Linked DNA regions of Mus musculus: all the other regions are linked to region 2. Evidence: chromatin contacts called from public HiChIP or PLAC-seq and Micro-C data. All regions are on one chromosome and are shown on one strand. Each heading gives the region's core, a stretch centred on a gene start, on an enhancer-like site or on the middle of the called end of the contact. The rest is flanking DNA. Distances are from core to core; before and after follow the strand shown. Region 1 holds the start of Gnptg (N-acetylglucosamine-1-phosphotransferase, gamma subunit). Region 2 holds the start of Jpt2 (Jupiter microtubule associated homolog 2). Region 3 holds the start of Baiap3 (BAI1-associated protein 3).

The links. A called contact is a pair of places that touch in the nucleus more often than the background predicts. HiChIP or PLAC-seq counts read pairs in DNA pulled down with a chosen protein or histone mark.
Region 1: a contact with region 2 is called in a Micro-C map of embryonic stem cells, with 2.2 times the contacts expected there. The contact joins the promoter of Gnptg here to the promoter of Jpt2 in region 2. A contact is called at or near these places in 10 of 39 promoter capture datasets (cranial neural crest, embryonic stem cells, fetal liver and 5 more), 2 of 484 Hi-C or Micro-C datasets (embryonic stem cells and muscle stem cells), 5 of 115 datasets of contacts at active chromatin or transcription factors (bone marrow-derived macrophages, craniofacial prominence, epiblast stem cells and 1 more) and 2 of 9 other capture datasets (adipose tissue and macrophages).
Region 3: a contact with region 2 is called in an H3K4me3 HiChIP or PLAC-seq map of embryonic stem cells, with 3 times the contacts expected there. The contact joins the promoter of Baiap3 here to the promoter of Jpt2 in region 2. A contact is called at or near these places in 11 of 39 promoter capture datasets (cranial neural crest, embryonic stem cells, frontonasal cranial neural crest and 5 more), 1 of 484 Hi-C or Micro-C datasets (embryonic stem cells), 4 of 115 datasets of contacts at active chromatin or transcription factors (bone marrow-derived macrophages, craniofacial prominence, embryonic stem cells and 1 more) and 2 of 9 other capture datasets (adipose tissue and macrophages).

What each region holds. Positions count from the first base shown.
Region 1 is chr17:25,238,305-25,241,908 of GRCm38.p6, reverse strand. It overlaps Gnptg (N-acetylglucosamine-1-phosphotransferase, gamma subunit), which reads left to right and starts at 1,793. Exons shown (of 11, transcript NM_172529.3): 1 at 1,793-1,849; 2 at 1,938-1,995; 3 at 2,067-2,134. The coding sequence starts at 1,798. It overlaps Tsr3 (TSR3 20S rRNA accumulation), which reads right to left and starts at 1,739. Exons shown (of 6, transcript NM_026676.3): 1 at 1,545-1,739; 2 at 1,246-1,465; 3 at 652-845; 4 at 48-221. The coding sequence starts at 1,656.
Region 2 is chr17:24,959,369-24,963,248 of GRCm38.p6, reverse strand. Jpt2 (Jupiter microtubule associated homolog 2) reads left to right here and starts at 2,626. Exons shown (of 5, transcript NM_198937.2): 1 at 2,626-2,681. The coding sequence starts at 2,638. Cramp1l (cramped chromatin regulator homolog 1) reads left to right here. Exons shown (of 21, transcript NM_020608.3): 21 at 1-2,023.
Region 3 is chr17:25,254,705-25,258,746 of GRCm38.p6, reverse strand. It overlaps Baiap3 (BAI1-associated protein 3), which reads left to right and starts at 2,383. Exons shown (of 34, transcript NM_001163270.1): 1 at 2,383-2,586.

The DNA.
Region 1 (3,604 bases), core at 544-3,043, 280 kb before region 2:
GGGACTTGATTGCTTCTCTGGGGCTCCCAGCCAACACCAGGACTCACCGATGTCCTCTTCAGGCGTGTCCCTGGTGCTAGCCAAGTACCCCTGTTCAGCCTGCAACACCTCCTCCGGGCCACGGCAAGCTGCGTACTTATCCAGGAGCTCCCGGTTCAGGTCCAGGAAGCCCTTGCCCCACTTAAACTTCCGAAGCAAAATGACAGCAAGGTCTGAAAAGCCTAGTGGAACAAAAACCAAAGATATGCCTGGGACACCTATAGAGAGCACAACTGCATGACCCTGCCTGCTATCTCAGGAAGCTGTCACCTCCTCTACAGTTCCCAAGGTTCCTCTCATTTGCTGAGAAACAGTCCTATTATCCTAGTCTCTGTGTCTTACGGGGTAGCCATTGGGCCCACACACCATCCAGGGAAGGCAGTGGTCCATTTTGCCTCTACCTCTGCTTCATAAGGTTAAGACTGTATGTGGGCACTGAGACTGAAGACAAAGGCTGTTTTCTAATGGCTCCCAATATATTCTCCTCACATCCCACCCCCTTGCTCAGACTCTGCCAGAAGAAACCCCAGTCTCCAGGTGAGGGAGGAGGAGGGGGCAAGCAGTCAGCCTCCAGACTGCCATTGCCAGGCTTCTGTCAGACCCAAAACTCACCTACGATGCAGAAGGCAGCAGCGAAAGCTTCCACACAGGAAAGTTTGCAGGGCCGGCCATAGTTTACAGGGTTGGCAGCTACGAGGTAAGGCAGGAGCCGCAAGTGGCTCCCTCGCATCTTCTGAAAGGGTGTGTCGTCCAGTTTGGCCCAGGAGCAGTCTATGACTGCGACCCCTGACTGTGCCACCAGCTGTCTGTCAGAGAGTGTAGGGTAGGTTCTAGGGCCCCAAATAAGGCACATCCTTGGAGACTGGCTTCACTACAGATGAGAGATCACTCTGCTATTTCGAAGTTATGGTTTATTGCAATAGTAGAAAGAACCCTTCAGGAAGCAGTTGAGGGTAGCTGGACAGTGTTTACTTTACACAACAAATGTTTCTCCTAGGCTTTCTACACTATAGCCCTGCTCTATGAAAAGGGTCAAATTAAATACAACTCTGCTCATATGAAAGATGTGGACATCCAAGACCAATAAGCAAGGCTTGAAGAAAATGATACTCCTGATACAGGGCAGTTTAACAAAGACAAGATGGTGGGAAGGGCATTCCAACCCCTCTCCGACCCCTCCCCGATCCCCAGGCCTCTGGTGTCTACCTGTCTGCCGGAGACACGTACTCAGTGCCTACTGGGCTGAGCACCAGACCGCCAAACCTTTGGCTCAGGCGCAGGCAGCGCACCAGACCCAGACGGGCCAGTTTGCGGCCCGTGCAGCGCTTGGGGTCGCAGTGACCAAGCTCCCACATAGCCAAGGCACAAGGCAGCGCCGCAGGGCCCGGGCCGCCCTGGTCCTCGGCCTCCTCGGGCTGCACGGATGCTACAAGGAGAGAGAGAAGGCCGGGTCCTCAGCGCCTGCTCCCAGGCCCGACCCGCTGCTCCGACTGCTCCAAACTCACCACGCAGCGCAGCGCCCACCTCTTCAGCGAAAGCATCCAGAGAGCGGCCAGAGGGTCGCCGAACACGACCGCTCTCTTTCCTGGATCCGCGAGCAACTTTCTTGCGGCCCATAATGTTAGATGAAATCCGAGATGAAATCCTCAGCTCCAGCGTTTGTTCAAGAGCGTGCGCGCGTGCGCGCTCGCACAGCTTCCGGTTTTGAGGGGAGTCAGTTCCGGCTGTCACTCACGTGACCGTGAGACCCTAGGAGCAATGGCGGGGCGGCTGGCTGGCTTCCTGATGTTGCTGGGGCTCGCGTCGCAGGGTCAGTGGCTCCGCGCACATAGCCCCCCGCGCGCTGGCGTCGCTCGCGCCTCCGCTCCCTACTCACCACCTCTCTCCCCGCTCCGCAGGGCCCGCGCCGGCATGTGCCGGGAAGATGAAGGTGGTGGAGGAGCCTAACACATTCGGGTGAGCGGATCACGGTCCTGCGGCTTGGGGACCGAGCCTGGCTGGCTCTTCTGACCTTCTCTGTTCCATAGGCTGAATAACCCGTTCTTGCCCCAGGCAAGCCGCCTTCAGCCCAAGAGAGAGCCTTCAGCTGTATCCGGTGAGCGCGGGAGGGTGCGGAGCTGGCCGAGGTGCTGACTGAGGGGGCCGAAAAAAGCTCTCGGTTAGGGAGGGAAGGGTGCCTTGGATGAAGGACTCATAATGTACTCGCTGAAGGGTTACGAATTCGTTTGTCAAACTTGAGTGTTTTAAATGCTCTGAAGTATATACTGGAACTGCAATCCCCTCTCGCTCCCAGGGTTGGCGATTACCTAGGGCTAAGCAAGCAAGCGCTCAAGGCTTGGGTCACATCCCTAACTTTTGTGGGGTTTTTGTTTTGTTTCGTTTTGTTTTTCGGGACAGGGTTCCTCTGTATAGCCCTGGAACTCTTTGTAGACCAGGCTGGCCCGGAACTCAGAAATCCGCCTGCCTCTGCCTCCCAAGTGCTGGGATTAAAGGCGTGTGCCACCCCCGGCTACTTTTGTGTTTTTAAGGTAAGAGTCTTTCAAAGTCTTTTATAGTAGACTCAAGCTGGCCTCCAACTTGTGGTATTAAAGCCTCTACTTTCCACAGGTGCTTAGACCAATTAGAAGCTCTAGGGATGTTGGGTATGAAGACTCAACACTCCAGGTGTATCTAGCCCTTTCTAGGTCTTACGGAGTGGAGAGGGCACCAGCACAGGAAATTTGGGACTAAGATCCTAGGAGGACTGAAAGACAAGCTGTTGGAGGTGGCTCAGGGCTGGCCAGCATAAAAGAACCTTGGCAACCCAGACACTATTGCATATGCCAGAAAGATCTTGCTGAAGGGACCCTGTTATAGCTGTCTCGTATGAGGCTATGCCAGTGCCTGGCAAATACAGAAGTGGATGCTCACAAGTCATCTATAAGATGGAACACAGGGCCCCCAATGGAGAAGCTAGAGAAAGCACCCAAGGAGCTGAAGGGGTCTGCAACCCTATAGGTGGAACAACAATATGAACTAACCAGTACCCCCAGAGCTCATATCTCTAGCTGCATATGTAGCAGAAGATGGCCTAGTTGGCCATCACTGGGAAGAGAGGCCCCTTGGTATTGCAAATTTTATATGCCCCAGTACAGGGGAATGCCAGGGCCAAGAAGCAGGAGTGGGTGGGTAGGGGAGCAGGGTGGAGGGAGGGTATAGGGAACTTTCGGGATAGCATTTGAAATATATATTTATTTATATATATATATTTATATTATATATAAATAAATATATAATATAAATATATATAAATATATATAATAATAAATTTATTTAATATTTATTTATATTGTATATAAATAAAGTATCTAATAAAAATAAATAAATAAATAAGTAGATACATGATAAAGATTCCAAAAAAAAAAAAAAAAACGTGACTAGCTGCACTCTGGGGATTTGGTGACCCACTATCTTAGGCATGTTGGGCAAGCTGGTTTGTAGATTTGATCCCGTGAAGAAGAGATAGCTCAGGGCTGCAGAGCACTTACCAGGCTCCTCTCGTAGTCAACTGTTACCATCTTCTCTC
Region 2 (3,880 bases), core at 1,377-3,876:
CCCCTTTCCTTTTTCTTCTGAGACAGGGTTTCTCTGTATAACCCTGCTATCCTATAACTTGATTTATAGACTGAGTTGGCTGGAGATCTACCTGCCTCTACCTCCTGAGTGCTGGGCTGAAAGTAATGTGCTACCACACCAAGCTTGGCAGGTCCTTGTAACTCCTAAAGCTGCCACCTCTGTTTTCCAGCTGTTCTAGCCTCCTTCCTTGCACAGTAGTACTTAAGATCATCCTAGGCCCTTACGTCTCTCTGTCTGCAATGAAGAAAGGGATGGGAATGTCCTTTTGGGACACTTGATCCAGTTGCCTCTCTGGCTACTACAAACCCTAGAGTGCAGGCTCTGCTCCAAAGACCGTATAGGGCTCTGGTACTGGTGAAGGATCTGTCCCAGATGCTGACATGCAGACCCCACATCTGGTAAGAGTCAGACTGTTAGATGAGAAGCGCAAGCATATGGTGCCGTCAAGAGACTGTGGTAAGGTAGCCAATGTGTCTCTACCCAGTTGTGTGCTTTCAGCAATGCCTTACTTAGCTGAAGGCATTTAGATCTTGGGACTGTAGCCTGTACCAGGCTAGGCTCAGGCCACTGCTAGCTGCTCTTCCTGTGTTTCAGGTAGACTCTCCCACAACATTAATAAGCATGGGTGCTTGTAGAATCCTGGTAACTGCGCATGTAGAACTAGGTAGTTGGGCTCTTAAGCTGGTTTCCATGAGGCAGTGAATGCTGTAGGCACATGTTAGTCTGTGCCGGCTAAAAGGAGTTGAGACGTCTTGAGGAGCAGAGACTACAGCCCTTGTCTCCCAGTAGCAAGCGGCATCAGATGGACTGGTGCGTTACTGTAAGGAAGCTGACAAGATTCCAGAAGGTTCTTCACCAGCCATACTGGTTTGCTCATCATCGCCACATTAAAGGACAAATGGTGGCATTTGTAGCAGAGAATCAGTGGATACAACGTCTCCCAGCGTAAGCAAATATCCATGCATAAAACCTGAAAACTGCTAAAGGTTAGAGTTTTTTAAAAAACAAAACAAAAACAGCAAGGCAGGCTCCTGGGTTCTACATCTTCCTTCTCTTCCTTCCATCAGTTTGGATGGTTGGCGTTCACTCGGGCTTCCTCTCCTCATTGGAACTTAGTGTGACTTACATGCGGTCATTCTTTGAGAAAATCTTTTGTTAATATTAATGTTTCTTAGACATGTTGATTCATCTTTTTAAAAGATGGGGAACCTGTATCTTTGGTGCTTGGCATGGATTGTGTCCTAGAGAAGATGCTCAGGCGAGCTGAAGTCCATAGATCCTGTCGGGCATAGTACTTGCTCAGGGAGTGGGACTTTGGGACATTTCATCTGTTGGTCAACCTTTTTTCCTACCCTCCTCTTCTTTTTCATTCCTTGTGATAGCCTCTGCTAGGGGAGGTGTCATTCAGTTCAATAGCATTTTTAACCAAACCATATTATTAGAAATGGTCAAAATAAGTTTAGAAGGAAATTGTTTTATGTACTTTAAAAACAAATCTCCCAGATGCATTCATGAGGAAATACCGTACTTTGTCTTAATTTAAAAAAAAAAAAAAAACACTTTAAAAAAGGAAAGAAACCCACAGTATACCTTTCCCAGAGGCTAGCCTGGTGTGGTCAGTCCAGTTTTGGAAGCACTGCCCCAGCCAGACCCTTATTCTTTCGTAAGATCACTGGCTGGAGGGGTGCCCCCAGCAGGCAGAGCTCAGTGCTGTTTGCTTTGATAATCGTTAAGCCATATCATCTGAGGTTTCCGGCTTGAGATGTGAATTTGTTTTATAGACTATAAATATACAGTGTATGTATAAAGCAGAATGCCTGTCCTTCTGATTATTTTTTGTACCATATTGTAAATTACATTATTTATTCTTTACCAATTTTTTGGGAATAAAAGGTGTTTTGGTTATTTAATAAACAAGAACTGTTAAAACTTCGGCTAAAATTTCCAGTTCGGCTTGTAAATGTTTTTATTGTGCATAAATACATACTAATACTTCATCTAATGTCTGTCTTTTGTGCCTGCTTTCAAAGCCAGTATGCTTAGGGTATTCCAACAGGCACAGTGTAATGAGATGAGCTCTAAGGCCTGGAGGTGCCCTGGAGGTGAGGGTGAGCAAACAGGTAGGCATCAGAGATTCAGCGATTGAGTGACCGCTGAATGCGGAATTCATTACAGAATTCGCTGCTTCTGTTATGGGTATGTTGTGCGCTTCCATGAACCTTTCCTCCCGAAGGTGCTGTAACCCCAAAGAAGCCTTCCGCTACCACCGGCCAGAAACTTCCTAGTGCCATCCAGCCCGGGATAGGTCGGCCAGAAAATGCGGATTCGCATGCGGAGGCGTGTTGGCTGGGGGTGGGGCGAGCTGTGAACCAATGCCCACGCCTGAGGCCATGAGAGGCGCCCCCTGCAGCCAATCGGCTGTAAGCGCGATGCGGGCCTCCAAGCCTCCCTCTCCTTGGGGGCGGGAGGGAGGAGTGGGGCACGACTCTACGATAGGCTGCAGAGACATGATTGGCGCGAGAGGCGTCCAACTGGCTTGGGCGGGTCAGGGTACCTGCGCGGGACCAAGCGGGAACCGCCGCGCGGCGGCTGTGAAAGCGCGGGGCGGCGGCCGACATGTTCCAGGGCGCGGACAGCCAAGCTGGCAAGTCGGGTTCCAGGTGCGCGGACCGGTGCTGGGGCCCGGGTGGGCGCATAGCCGCAGCCACGTGGCGGGCGGGAGACCCTACAAGTGCGGTGGGTGTGGCGCGGGGCTCCCCTGAGGATACTGTGCGCGCTCTCCCGCAGGGCCTTGCAGGAAGGCTGTGGGGTTAGAGCGGAGTGGAGACCGGGCGGCGGGATTAAGACACGTGGCTCTCCTGAAGTGCTTGCTCAGGACAGACGCTAGCCGGGCGCTCCGAGCTGTTTGCCGCTTCCTGAGCCCTTCCCTTGTCCAGTTTGGTTGGTCATGACGACCTTTGAATGTGGCTGAGTAGCGGCAGCGTTCTCAGACCCAACCCACGACCAGGTGTTTGTTGGATGCACTACTGACTGCTACACCCTGGGCGGGGACCTTCCCTACACAGTTTCCTCTAGGCTTTCTGTCTGATCTGCTTTGAGTTGATCAAATGAAACTGGTGTTCGAATGACTTTACGAGCTCCAGGAATTAATTGTTGAATAGGCGTCCATGGAGAGGATTTTAGGAAAAGGAGGAAATCCCCATTTGAGTTGATAAAATGAAACTGGTGTTCGAATGACTTTACGAGCTCCAGGAGTTAATTGTTGAGTAGGCGTCCATGGAGAGGAATTTAGGAAAAGGAGGAAATACCCACTTGATAGCGGGATGAGGGGGAAAGGGGAGCTACCTTAACTGGATAATGAAGCGCAATTGGAAGCCTCAGTCTGGGCCATATTAGATAGAAAGCGTGCTTTGGATGGCAACTTAGGCAGGTTGGAGAAGATAGCAGCACATAGTCCGACTGATTGCTACAAAGCCTGAGTCTGTAAGGTCTGTCTGTACTCCAGGGTTTCCTTTCGTCTAACCCTGTCTTTTGTCTCCTCAGCAGAGGGATTTTCTTGTGCTGGAGATGTTTGAACTGTAAAAGCGTTATGGTATTACTGTCATTCATCCACAAAAATTACTAACCATGAAGAACACGTCACCCCCCACCCGGTCTATTTCTCATGGCTTTGTCCCAGATTTTCTCATTAGTTCCTAGTTCTTATGAAACTCATCATTCCAGGGAGGCCTGGGAGCGCTGACAACCGTCGATATTTTCTTTCTCTCCAGTGCCATAGTTCATTTGAACTCTGGCTTTTCATCTTTGCCTATATCCCTTATATTTTCTCGATAACTTGAGTATTTCTACTGAAACATTT
Region 3 (4,042 bases), core at 1,134-3,633, 300 kb before region 2:
GAATGCTTACCTAGCATGCACAAGGCCCCGGATTCAGTCTCCACACCTGCTTAAAACCAGGAATGGTGGCACTTGCCTGTAATTCCAGCATTTAAGATCAGAAAATTAAAGTTAACCATGGTCACCTAGCAAGTTGGAAGTTTGATGCCAACCTGAGCTACATGAAAATCTGGTTTTTTGGGGTTTTTGGTTTTGGTTTTGGTTTTTGGTTTTGAGGAAAAAGAAAAAAGAAAACCTCACACCACACCTGAGCTGGCTCCAGTACCTAGACACTGACTTCAGGAAGGTCACAAAATACTTGGTGTGAGCTGCAGTTCAAGGACTGACTTGTCAGGCAGGCTATCCTGAGCCACATCTGCCTCTGAAGCCAAGTTTCTTCAGCTGCTGGATGGCTTCTGGCAAGCCTCAGGGGAAGATGGAACTCTAACCAAAGCCCCTGGTCTCTGATCCTATGAGCCATCACCGGCTCAATTCAGGAACTGATCTGAACCGCATCATAGATGCGGTCAAGCAAGGCTCTGAGGCAAGGAGAAGGGATGCAGTGCATCTGAGCCATGCCAGTCTTAGGATGAGTCACCAATGGGTTGTCACTCATTCACACACACACACACACAAAGGTCTGTGGAGCGAAGAGCCTGGGGATGACTGGACTCCTGGGGCTGGGTTTGGGACCCAGTCGGTACTGTGACTAAAAGCCTCTCTTTCCATGTTTGGATCTCAGATTCCTATCAGACAGGAGCAAATCTTAACCAACCCAGTCTCAGACGTTGGAGCCCCTGCAGTGGTGCTCCCCCCTCCACTTCCTGTTTACAGCAGGCTTTAGTTCATCCTTTTACCCCAAAGCCATTACCGTCACCATGGCAACCAGTTTCTCTCTCTCTCTCTCTCTCTCTCTCTCTCTCTCCCTCTCTCTCTCTCTCTCTCTCTCTCTCTCCCCTCCCCTGCCACTGCCACTGCCCTGTGTGTGTGTGTTCCAACAGGTTGGCAAAACATGACACAAGAGTATACTATGGGTGCATCAACTCCAGACTCTGGGAGAGGAGTTGGCTATCCCACTCCAACCCCTATCCCCTATAGCAGGACAGTGTGGGGCATAGAGTCCAGGACCTTCCCTTGCTCATCTGATATCCTGGTCCTGACAGTGGGTTTGACTTTTATCACTTTTGCCTGGCCGGACTGTGCCAAGCCAGAGGTTGACTGAGAACGGAGCATTCTGCAGGACAATATTCTGTTCTGGTGCCTGTCTTCAGTGATGGATGGAGGGACTGACAGAGATGTGAATTGGGATACAGACAGGTGACCTCACCTGTATGTCCCCTGGAATGAAGGACTATGGCCTGACTGTTGTCCCTCAGATGTTTCCTCTCCAAATCCCAGTAATGAGGAACAAAGGCCCCCCGCCCAGCACTCTGGAAAGTCTGTCGCCTCAGCAGAGATGTCATTTGCTACAGTCTGAAGTGGAGAATTTTCAGGCCTGCTTTCCTGACCCTCACACTGGTTGGAGTCCTTCCCATAAGAATGAGACCTTTAAACCGGTCAGTAGTGGGAAACTCTTGAGTTCAAGGCCAGCCTGGTCTACAGAGTGAATTTCAGGACAGCCAGGGCTACACAGAGAAACGAAAAATCAAACCAAACCAAACAAACAAAAGAATGAGACTTTTGGTATAAACTCCAAAGTGGAACTACTTAGAAGCAACATGGCCACCAGTGGTTTCCCACCGAAGTTTGTGTCAGTCTTCAGGGGCCTACTGAGCCCTGGAACAGCCAAGAACAACTCCCAGTGGGTGCTGAGAACCCACACAAAGAACCCTGTCAGGTATTTCCTCTGCCCCAGCTTCAGAGCTCGCACTTTTAGGAACTGGACAGGCAACTCATTTAACAAGTCTCCAGGTGACCTCAAGTGGTGGAGGGGGCCTTAGGAGAAGTGGGCTGGGAACAGCAGGATGTGGCTTAATGTGTGTCTTCTGCACACATTCACAGATAGCAGTGACATCACGAGATGTCCCAGGTTAATACCAGAGCTGACTTCCCTGGAAGAGAGCAGCTCCGGGTAGTACTGAGCAGCAGAGCTTTTGTGAGAGGGTTGACTTTGGATATGGCTGTACAGCACTTCAAGAAACACCAGGCACTTCGTGTTTCCTTTGGGCGACTGTTTCTTTTGGGCGACTGTAGCTTCCCTGCGGCCCTGGGAAGGAGACCCCGTGACAGCCTCCTCCCTCGGGGCAGGAGAAGGGGGGTGGGGGGACAGCTAACACAACCTGTCCCTGCACCCACCTGTAGGTTACTGAGCCCTGTGCCCAGAGCAGGGTCTCTCTGGCCACTACCGTGCTGGTAGAGACCCCCTGCCGACCCCAAACGCGCAGGGTAGGGGTGGGCAGGGCTGGAACCTCTGACCAGCAAACCAGGCCAGGCCCCGCCTCCGCCCGCCCGCGCCCCCCGCCCGCGGCGCCCGCTCTGCAGTGCTCAGTCTCCAGCGCGCGCGGCTGCTAGCGGTCGCTGTGCCTCGGTGTCCCCAGCTAGTGCGACAGCAACGCCAGCGCCAGCAGGGACCCCCCCGACCCTGTGGCCCCCGAAGCCCTGTCCACGGTGAGTGCTGTAACTCCTGCCCAATGTCGTCAGACTGCCGTCGAGGCTTAACCTGCTTTTTATCACAGACAGACAGACGGACGGACGGACGGACGCGACCGCCCCCTCGGGCTTAGCCCCACCCCCACCCCTGGCTTCTGCACTACGCTCCGGGTGGAGCACGGGAATTGCTGGCGTCAGAGGCAATGGGAAACTGAGGTCCTGGGGAAACTGAGGCCGCGCGTGCTCAGAGAGAGGGGCGGGGTCGCACGGCCGGCGTCCTAGGCTCTGAGCTAAGTAAAGGGCTACTGGAGGTCCACACTGCAGAATTCCCCGGGAGGGTTGAAGGGTGAGACCTCCAGAGCCAGAGAGTGCACACCTTCAACCTCGGTTCCCACGGCCGCCGCTGCTGAGCCACCTGACTGTAACCCTTTTTCCCAATAGAGGCCCCTGACTGAAGCGGAGCTGGGGACCTCGGAGACGCCCTACGGGGCTTCTCTGAACAGGTTGAATCCCCTCAAGGCCCCAGCGCCCGTGTCCCTACCACTTTCCGACTCCCCTCATGAGACCTTTGCCCTCAGTAACCCAAAATCCCTGCCAGGGTAAGCCTTTTTCCTCCCTAGTTACCCAGGAATTCGGGTCCCACCATTTGCCTGGGGTCTGACTGTGTGTGTGTGTGTGTGTGTGTGTGTGTGTGTGTGTGTGTGTGTGTGAGAGAGAGAGAGAGAGAGAGAGGCACAGAGGTAGAGACAGAGACAGAGACAGAGAGACAGAATCAGAGAGAGACAGAAATAGAAACAGAAAGAAAGCAAGACCAAGACCAAACTCCCTTCAGACCTCCTGCCTTCAAGGAGAAGAAGGTAACCTCAATAGAACAGGGGAGGGTAACCACAGCCTCCCCCGCCCCTATCATCAAAAACAGCCGATCAGGAGCAACTAACTCAACAGAGACAGGTAAGTAGCAGGTAAGACTCCAGGGTAGAGTGAACCAGTCTCCATCTGTAGGCCTGGAGAGCATCCATCCACAGAGAGCACAGTGCAGATCTCCCCCTACACACCCCTACACTCCCTGTGACTCAGGGAGGGATGAGCTTGCAAACAGAATGTGTAACAGGTAGACCACCTGAGGACTGGAGGCTGAGCTACTGAGGCCGGCCGTGGAGAGGTCCATAGGCACTACCCCACTCAGCACCCTTGTGTTTGCTGTGGACTGGAAGCCCAGAGAGACCCCTCCAGCCCTTTGCCCTTAAATTCTCTGCCTCACTGCCCCACAAGACCTTTAAAGGGCTGTCTGGTAGGTGACAGCTTGGTGAGAGTCCTAGGTTAAACCCTGCCTCTGTACAGCTTGCCGGCATCTTGGACTGAGAATGAAGTGACCCTAGCTTTGGACAGGCTCCCTCCCGTTCATATGGCAAGAGCTTCCTGGCGGATAATTCCTTTGCTTAGTGGGCAGCTGGGAGCTATGACTCTGACCCTA